Linked DNA regions of Anas platyrhynchos: region 1 is linked to region 2. A link is a contact called in public Hi-C data. All regions are on one chromosome and are shown on one strand. Each heading gives the region's core, a stretch centred on a gene start, on an enhancer-like site or on the middle of the called end of the contact. The rest is flanking DNA. Distances are from core to core; before and after follow the strand shown. Region 1 overlaps DUS2 (dihydrouridine synthase 2). Region 2 overlaps ESRP2 (epithelial splicing regulatory protein 2).

The links. A called contact is a pair of places that touch in the nucleus more often than the background predicts.
Region 1: a Hi-C map of liver shows a contact between it and region 2, with 7 times the contacts expected there. The contact joins two enhancer-like sites. A contact is called at or near these places in 4 of 8 Hi-C or Micro-C datasets (liver, skeletal muscle and subcutaneous adipose tissue).

What each region holds. Positions count from the first base shown.
Region 1 is chr12:14,275,086-14,279,650 of IASCAAS_PekinDuck_T2T, reverse strand. DUS2 (dihydrouridine synthase 2) reads left to right here. Exons shown (of 16, transcript XM_038185581.2): 16 at 1-4. Among named protein-coding and RNA genes, the nearest start is that of DDX28, 24 kb to the left of the region's middle. Within about 2 kb of position 3,035, at least 3 of the 8 cell types and tissues checked have an H3K27ac peak or open chromatin away from gene starts, as enhancers often do.
Region 2 is chr12:14,164,341-14,169,052 of IASCAAS_PekinDuck_T2T, reverse strand. ESRP2 (epithelial splicing regulatory protein 2) reads right to left here. Exons shown (of 16, transcript XM_072043918.1): 16 at 3,484-4,712. The coding sequence ends at 4,710. Among named protein-coding and RNA genes, the nearest start is that of ESRP2, 46 kb to the right of the region's middle. Within about 2 kb of position 1,957, at least 1 of the 8 cell types and tissues checked has an H3K27ac peak or open chromatin away from gene starts, as enhancers often do.

The DNA.
Region 1 (4,565 bases), core at 1,786-4,285, 110 kb before region 2:
GCTATGTTTTAGTTGGTTCTATTATTTGCTTGTTTATTTTAAGAAGTCTGTGGTGTGCTGGTAAGAGATTTCTGAATGTATCGACCATAAGAAGGTAGGTTCACTATGGAACTATGTATTTAAAAAGAAAAATTAATGTTGGAAAATGCTAGCAGCTAAGTAGACATGGTTTTGTCAAATGAGTTTCATGCATGACTTGAGGCTTTACTTACACCCATCATCTGTCAAAAAGGATTTTGCAGAAAGGAGAACTTGGAAATTATAACACTAAGCATGATAACATTTTTTCTTTAATAACTTCCACTACATTTTACCTTCCAGAAATATGATAGCAACAGAATTAATCATGGTTTCCTGGTCTTAGGTATTACAATTGTCTTTTCAGTAAGAAATTGGAGCCTAGTAGCTGTGAATTATTTGATTTAAGGCACTTTGATCTGTTTTGTTCTTTTGAACTTGGAAGTCCTAGTAAGCATCTACATGTATATTATTTGCAATATAGGCATTCAAATATGGCCTTGTGTGTTCTTGAAATGTGACCTACTTTGCCTCAGTATTTAACTGTTGATGATACTGGTGGTCTTAATCAAAAGCACATTTGTTTGTTTGTTTTTTTTAATTTATTGTAATCTTCAGATTATCGGTACTGGTCTGAAAGCAAAATTACAGGGATACCATGCCATGATCTCTGGAGTATTGTGCATAAGTAACTTTAAAAGTATAATTTATTTGGATGTAGTTCATAGATAGTCTTCCTATTTAAAACTTCGAATCTTTTTCACAGGTGATGGCGTCAGCATTAAACCATTCTTTTATAATGGCAGAACAGTATCTCATCAGATAATGTTCAGACTTTTATGTATACATTTATACATATATGTATACATTTATAAGTATGTGTATACTTATATGTATACATTTATACATAGAAATGTATACCTATGTAATTTTAAATGACTGCTGTTCAGATGATAGAGTAATTTCTAGTAAATCTATAGAGTCTAAGAAGAAAAGTTTTTCTTACTCATTTTGTATGCTGCAATAAATGCAGTTCAGTATACTTAAATTTGATACAGTTTTAGTGTTAGAATTTTACTCTGAACTTGCAGAAGAATTTGCAGCATTAAGCAGAAATTTTAGAAGTAGCCTTTTTCCTGTTGGAAGTACTATCTTGTATCTTGCTCCTGTTCATGTTGTTGGGGGCCATCACAGAGGAAAAAGTCATTTTTTTTAGGTCCTGCTAGTGATGTGGCCTGCATGTTCTCATAATATCATAGAGCCATTGGATGCTTGAGCTTGGAATGGATGTCTGGAGATCATGTCCCATTTGACTCCATGAGGTCTTTAGCTTTTCCAACCTCATCACTGTGCTCAGACAGCATCTCTCTTTTTCCTGGGACACCTGATCTTGCTTTCACCTTTTGTTCTTCCCGTGTATATTTAATTTTGACTTAAAATGCTAGTCAGAGCACTTGTTTATGGCAAGAGATTGGTTAACTCCAGCAGCAGTTATGAATGTGTAAGGTTTGATTTTACATTGAACAACTAAGCAGATTTCTGTAGTTCTGTCAAAAAATCACGTTTAACTATACCTGGAAGAACTATAGTTGGAGAAAGATGCCTATATAGAGGTTGTATGAAATACTGTAGCTCATAAAAGTTTTACTAGTTATCTTATATTCTAGAATATGTGCCTTGTTTTGGCTAATGGAGAGAATTGACTAATACTGAGTATATATTCCTCTATAAGCTGGAAAAAATGTTACGTCAGTTTAGGACTGCAAAGTGTATGTATTGTATTTTTGTTAAAACAAATCAAAACTAAAAGTTTCTGGAGGTTGTTTCTGTTTCCTAGTAAGAGCATGTCTTCAAATCCTAATTTAAATTACTACATGGTCAGAAATGCTTACATTTATTCCTCATAATTTGTTGTGATTGTCGTATATGTTGATGAGGTGGTCTGTGTTGTACTTCTGGATGACCACAACTAGGCCAAACAGCACGTGAAAATGGGAGTGAGAGTCACTCCGTCGGAATGAGCGCTCTACGCTAAATATAGAAGCGCTGTAAATTCTGGCAGTTGGCTCGAAAGCATAGCGTATGGTTGACATCCTTGACCCGTGTCAAAAGGGAAACTTGCAATTGTGTGTACCTGCACATGTCAGAGTGAAAATATTTTTGCTTAAGGTTTGTTTTCTGTTATGTGCCTTCATTCTTAACTCTATTGCAACTAATGTGTGACATTGTGCCATTGCTCAATCCAACCTCATTAGTTCTACAGTAAGTAGAATTTGTATTTAACATGTGTATTCCCTCCCAAATACTGGTTTTAAAGTAACTCAGCACTGTGCTTTCCTTCTAGAGGCTGTTCTGTTCACATTAGTTTGAAAGAGCATTAGTTTTAAAGACTTTGTTGGACAGTTTAACCTGTGCGTCTCTTTTCTGCTGTACCTCTCATAAACAGAAGGTGGCAGATTTTATTGCTCTTACCCAGGAAAATCTGCTGACTTCGGCAAGATTTGGCGGTGCAGCCATTGCATTTCTGCATTCTTGCATAGGGTGGCAATTGAGACCACGGTTGGGTTGGAGGATGTTTAGCCTCACTGGTCAGAAATACTTTTATTTTGCCATTTTTAATATGGTGTGGATGTGATACTTGGTCAATACAAACTGAAGCTATGCTTTAAGTATTTAGTGGGGAAAAAAGTTCTATTAATCCAATGGAATTCAGTGAAGCAATCTTTCTTTTCTACAAGGCTACAGCAAGTAGATGGGAGAGCACTTGTGTTTGGTTCTTGGTATTGCTGCTGCAGGAACTGTTCCTAATACCTGCCAAAGGTGATCCATGTGCATAGGGAGCACTGTGACACCCCCCCGATAGCCTACATGTATTCTACTTACCAAAGCATGAATGAGAACGTGAAGATACGCTTACTGGCCTTTTAGCATGGATGCGTTCAGTGTGGGCTACCTCTGGGGCCTTGCTGGTTGGAATGCTTTTTGGAATGTCCCAGGCTCTGAGCCCAACCCCGCCCTGGAATGTGAGGTTAAATGCTGGCGGTACAAATCCAGAGTTTGAATATCAAAATCCTAGAGTTCCCCAGTGCTGCAATTTCAGAAAGCTGGCAGGCGAACCACATGTCAGCTCAGCTGCTCTCTGATTCAAAGAGTAGGCATGCCTTGGGTTGCTGGGGGAGGAGGGAGGGAGGATGTTTTTTGTTTTGGTTTGGTTTTTACTTACCCGTTATGACCTGCAGAAGGGCATGCTTTTCAAAGACATTAACTGGCAAGATCGCAGGAGGTCCCAAACAGGTGCTAGCTTGAAAAAAAACCTTCATTCACACAAGTGTTTTATCGCCACTTCTTTAACCAAACCTACGAGCTCAACATACGTGGGAGCTGTTGCCTTATCAAACAGGAGTCTGCTGATTCTTGTACTCAGAGTCGAGAAGCTGTACTGATGCAGTGGCCCACGAGGCTTAAGTTGCCCTCTGTCCAGAGTGCAGGATGCTGGCCTTGCAGACTTTTAATCTGAGTCTGATGACAAAGCTGATGAAAAACATTAAAAGCAACATGCAAGGCCTTTGGTGAGGAGGGAGTGCCTTGTGCATTGTTAAGCAGCAGTTGTCTAGGTCAGTTGAGGAGAAGAACTGATGAGCTCCAGAGGGAGCCTAGTCCAGTATCCCCACTCGGAGTATTAACCTCAGGGTTTTTATGATGGGAGGCTTGAAAAAATAGACATGTTTGTGGTGTTCGCTTAGCTCCCAAATGAAATTCTGTTGCAGGAGTTAATGGGAATCTGCCTGTTAAATAGCTATTAGATAAATAAATAAATACTTTTCCCTTGCCCCGGCATGGTGGGAGAGGCTCTGGTTTCCTTTTTTAGAAAGTTCTTGTCTGACAGATATCCTCTTGTGAGAGTTTACAAAGCGCTGCAGTGCAAAGCTGATGTTTTACCCATTTGGACTTTATTTTTCCTTGATGGTCTCCATAGACTGAATACTTCAGTTTGTACATGTGTGTAATATGAAAAATGGGCTTCCTGTTTAAGTGCCTTTAAAAAATATTGCTTGTTTGGTTCTTGCAACTGAACTAGTTGTAACTGTGAAAATGGATTTTTGACTAGTGTTCTTTGGGGTAGAGCTGACAGAACTGTAGTTGAGAACTGATCTTCAATATGTACTTTCTATACAATTTTAAAACAGCTTAAAATTTTACCTCTCCTGTGAAGGTTTTTAGTTGATTGTGAAGTTACCTATACCGTGCTAGGAGGCTGCACATGCCACGCATGTCTGTTTGCTTGCTGTGCACAGGTGTTAGCAGGGACTGTTAGAATGCTGCCATAGGTCTGTATCTGAAACTTCTTAAACTGATAAAATGGTTTCCCCCACTGGCAGCTGAGAAAAACCAAGGTTATAAAGATATTAAACTAAAAACTAATACCTTTTAACCTTGTTTTTAGTGTTGGAAAATGTTCTCCTTTTGACTTAGAGAAAGAAAAATGCTCCCATCAAGCTTCCATGGCTCGTGTGATTTGATTCAGTGCATATTTATCTAGAAATTAA
Region 2 (4,712 bases), core at 708-3,207:
CAGAAACAAATAGCTTTTTTTTTGGACTCATATAGATAAAATGAAATATGATCGCAATAATATACACCAATGTAAGAAACAGCAATTGACTGGGTTATTCAAAACAAGCCTAGATGAACCTGTCATCATTTTTATCTGAATATTTACATTGTCCACCTGGATATCCATCTAAATAATACAGTGGCCACCACCTAATTCTATAGGAAGAAGAAAATTATGCTCCTGTTTCATTTTAGTTTTGCGTTTTGTCTTTCTTTTTTAATATATGTATCTATATGACAAGTAAATCTAAATAGCCAAAGTTTTAGATTGGCCTCAGACAAACCTTGGCACGCATGAGGAGAGATTTCTGCTTTATACTATTTCAAGCCAACTTTAGGTGCAATCATTTTTTAGATGACACTAAGCGTGAGCCTCAAAACTTATCAGCATGGACTCTGGCAAATGTACGTCTATACAAAACAGAATGCAACTGGTTAAACCATAACACTTGAAACTTATTTTAATGGACCAAGAAGATACAGATGGACCAAAGAAGATACAAATACTATTTCAAAAGTCAGGAAGGTTTTTTTCTTAAAAATATATAAATAAAAAATCAGGAATTGATAACCACTGGCAAAAGTTTGTTGAAAATATTTTACTTCACATAAACAAGCAAAACTTATCAACCTGTCTAGGGTGAGAATTAGGTCTGCTGATGAAGCAATTCCAACACTAAACACCTGATCCAAAAGCACAGCTGTAACCATTAAAACAGGGAACAAGAGGCTTTTGCAAGCTTTTAAGTCTCATCTCACCCCAATCTCAAGTAACAAAAATAAACTACCTTATTTTAGAACTGGGGAGAAACACAACATGAGATAAACAACACAGAAATAATTCCTAGGTGAAATTATCAATGTCAAGAGAATGGGAAGAGGGATGCTCCAGTTGAGGGGCTATCGCAAAGCCACCGCCATCAGAAGTATTAAACCAAGAGACAAATAAATACAAACAATGTTAATTCCGTACTTCAGTTATATAATAATTTTTGAGAAACACTTCTTGTGGCTGAACACAGAGGGCAAGGACTCTTTCTCAAACAACAGTAACAGTCTAATCACAGTTCTTTCCCAAGCTTCACATCTTTCTCTTTGGTGAAACAATTCATGTTTAACATTTTCTGTACTTATTTTTCTTATTACAACAGTAATCCACTTCAAAGTCCCCCACAACACAGCAGGTCTAGAAGTTCAATTGCAAAAAATAAACACACGCATCAAATAGAAGAAAACAGATTTAGGCCTTACCCTAAGTTCCCGGCCTTCTCCAGCGATGTAGGCCATTTGAAGGTACGATGAAGGCACTTGGGGATCAAGTCTGAGCTGAGATAAAGACCTTTTTCCACAGTCCTGACACTACTTCTGGTGCATGCTGCTTCCAGAAGCACAGCCAAGCCATGAGCTCACCTCAGCTTCTAGCAGTTACCTGCTGTACTTGAGGTCTCCAGCACCCAAATTACATAACCCCTCCCTCCCCTTCCACAGGTGAGGCACATAAACCCTCAGGGGCAGCCTGCTGGGTGGCATCCACCAGGCCAGGAAGGGAGGCCTTAGTCACACGGGGGTTTTATTCCTAAACGTGTCACAAGAACACTTCAAATGACAGAGGCAAATGTGCAGTCTTGTTGGGCGTACGGCGGGAGGGGGCACACGACGACCACCAGACGGGGACACGGCTGAAGGAGGCTGACATGGCTGAGGAAGGCTCCCCGCACTCTCCCACCACTCCTCTGCCTCCCCCAGCCCTACAGTCAACCCCTCCAGCAAAAAAATCATTAATTTCATTTCGGTGGCCGCCGAGAAGGAGCCGGGCACAGCGGGGCGCCACAGGGGCCTGAGGGGACCAACGGTCCCAGGGCCCGCCCTGAGGGGAGGGCGGCGGGAGCACGGCCGGGGCAGCCCCCAGCAAGGCCCCGAGCACAGCACTGCTGGCCCTGAGGGGTGAAGGAGCCTGAGGCCACAGGGGGGAACCAAAGTTTGTTAGCATTTTTATATTAACCGCTGGATGAAGATACGTTTTACTCAAATGCACCATTGTTAATTCCTTTGCTGCTTTCTGCTACACGACCAACAAGGCTCCAGGGTGGGGCTGGTGTCAGGCCCCTCGTGAGGGTGTCTGTGCTGGCAGCGCCCCGGTATTCAGTGTAGCTTATAAAAGTGAAAAATGGATAGAATATTTTCCTAAATTTATACAACTCCAAGCCCCCATGTTATGTTTTATGCATACACACAGCCACAAAGCATGAAACAGCTGAGTTCAATTTTGGTAACTTGTTTCTAGCATCTCCTTCTAAACAGGGATTAGAACAACAGCATTATCTAAATCTCCTTTTTTTCTTATTTTTAATAATTTTTATTTTTAAAAAGCTCAATACAGCCTTTAGGGCTGTAACTTCTGTTCAGGTAAGCACAGGACTGCAGACTTCCAAATCTTGCAGCCTGCCAAGGAAGGAAGAGAGCATGCATAAACAACAGTAGAAGGAGCTATAAAAAAAATTAAAAAATAAAAATAAATAAGTGATGTTTTAAAGTAGATTGGTAGATTAAGCATCGTTTTAGCTAACAGACAAGCACAAGTCCTAGACAGGCTGGCTGTTATAAGAAAAATAAGACTTTTCAACTCAACACAAAGCCACAAGCAAGCTATCAACTAGATGGTGGCAGAACATAACAGTGTAAAAAATGGCCTGGTAGGTCCCTCTGTATTGCTCAAAATAGGGATTCCCAAAATTTTTTTTTAGGAGGGAGAACTGAGAACTATTCTCCACAAAGGCACAAAGACTGCACCATTGTAATTAACATTCTCCTGTCTAGTGTGCAGGATACTTTAACAGTAATATTTTTGTAGACTTAAGACAAATCTTGGAAACAGATTAATGCATTCCCACATTAAAATACCAAAGTAAAATATCTTCGTAGTCCCAACCAACTGCAGTAACACTTCAAGCAGGAGATTTTAGTGATGAAGTGGCATCTGACATGGGATGGTTCTTACCAGAAACAAACCCAATTATCTTAGTCAGATATCCCCATTCATTTTTGCTACAGAAAGGTTATCTGGCTCTGCCATGACAGAAATGTAGCATTTCGGGTTCTGCAGAGAAGAGAGAATGACCCATTTAGTCAATGAAATTTTGAAGTGAACACAATTTCAAGTTCAATACTCATTTTTCTCTGGCACCAGAATGAGAGCGCTAAGCATATAACAGTTGCATTGCTCTGCCTGAGAAGTGTTCCACTGCAAGGGAAATATTTATCATGTACATTTCAGGCTTGCCAGAACATACAAAAAAAAAAGAAAAACCATACCATCTCACAAGACATATGTGCCCATCTAAGTCTATGGGGAAGAAAAAAATAGGTAAAACTTACTTAGCAGAAAGTGATTGCCCATGAAATTGCATTAAAACAAAGTATAAGTTGCTCTCAAAAGCCAATACACATCGTAAGCATCTCTTTTATTTGTTGTAATATAAAGAAGCATACATCATTCAGTTCTTTTAAGTACAACTCAAATTGTACACTAACAAAAAAGATCAATCCAGACATCCATGAACATGTCACAACAGGATTCATTACATTTTGCTCTGCTGGTATTGCACTTGGAATAGTTTTGAAGTAAGGCACAGTAAAAACAAAGTCATTTAGTGCTTCTACAGCAGATGTCTTTTTTTAAACACATGCTACATGACGTAAAAGTACTTCTAGCTTATGTATATACACACAGGGAAAAAGAAAGAAGCATGCACTAGAGGATTTAGATTTCAACATATCTTGTTGTTTCATAATATACAAATAAAGTAGTTTAAAGATGTAAACAAATTGCATGCACATAAACTAGAGCAAAATCTTTAATACAGTATCTGAAAGCTATTATGCTTAAATAAAAAAATATAACTTATTAGTACTCCGGTTTATGTGCCATTTTTGTCCTGTAGAGATTAAAAATTTGTGTTGGGGTCAGGGAGTTATGGTTGGGAAGAGAGCATTTTGCTGGTTTTGCCTTTGGTTTTATTTTTTTGCTGTACACATTGGCAGCAGTACACTGGTAGGAAAGACAAATATGGCTTTTGCAAAACATAATGAAAACATGAGAAAGCACAATTGCATTTGGGGTCCAGTATCCTGGTATTTTCCAGTCCAGAACAACAACAACAAAAAACAATTGGATCTATGCTTTGAATTGGGAATGCTACACATTCCAAAAGCCCTATCTAAAGACTTTTAAACTCTACAAAAACCAGACACTTTGCCAAGTGTAAACTCCTAAAAACTAAACAAAGAAGAATCTGAATGACTTGAGCTTCGCTTTCCACTTCAAATGCTACTAAACAGGCAATAGGTTTCTCCCATGGCTGTGATAGCTGAAGTGCTATTAGATTGTCTTCAGAATTAACTAGATGCCAAGAGGGGGGTTGCCTATTTTCAAACAAGTACATTAGAGATTAAGTAAATTAACTGCATAATTTTTCTTTTCACTTTATCTTTGGCATACATTATGCCATTTTTCTAATTAAATACAGGACATGTACCACTCTACATTCCAACATATCATGCTGAAAAGGCACATTTGCTGCTGCGTGGGTGGCAAGGGAAGACTCCTTATTTTGTAAAGGGCACGGTGTTCAGTGCGACATTCTTTCCCATCCCCCAGAGAGTGTTTGGTTA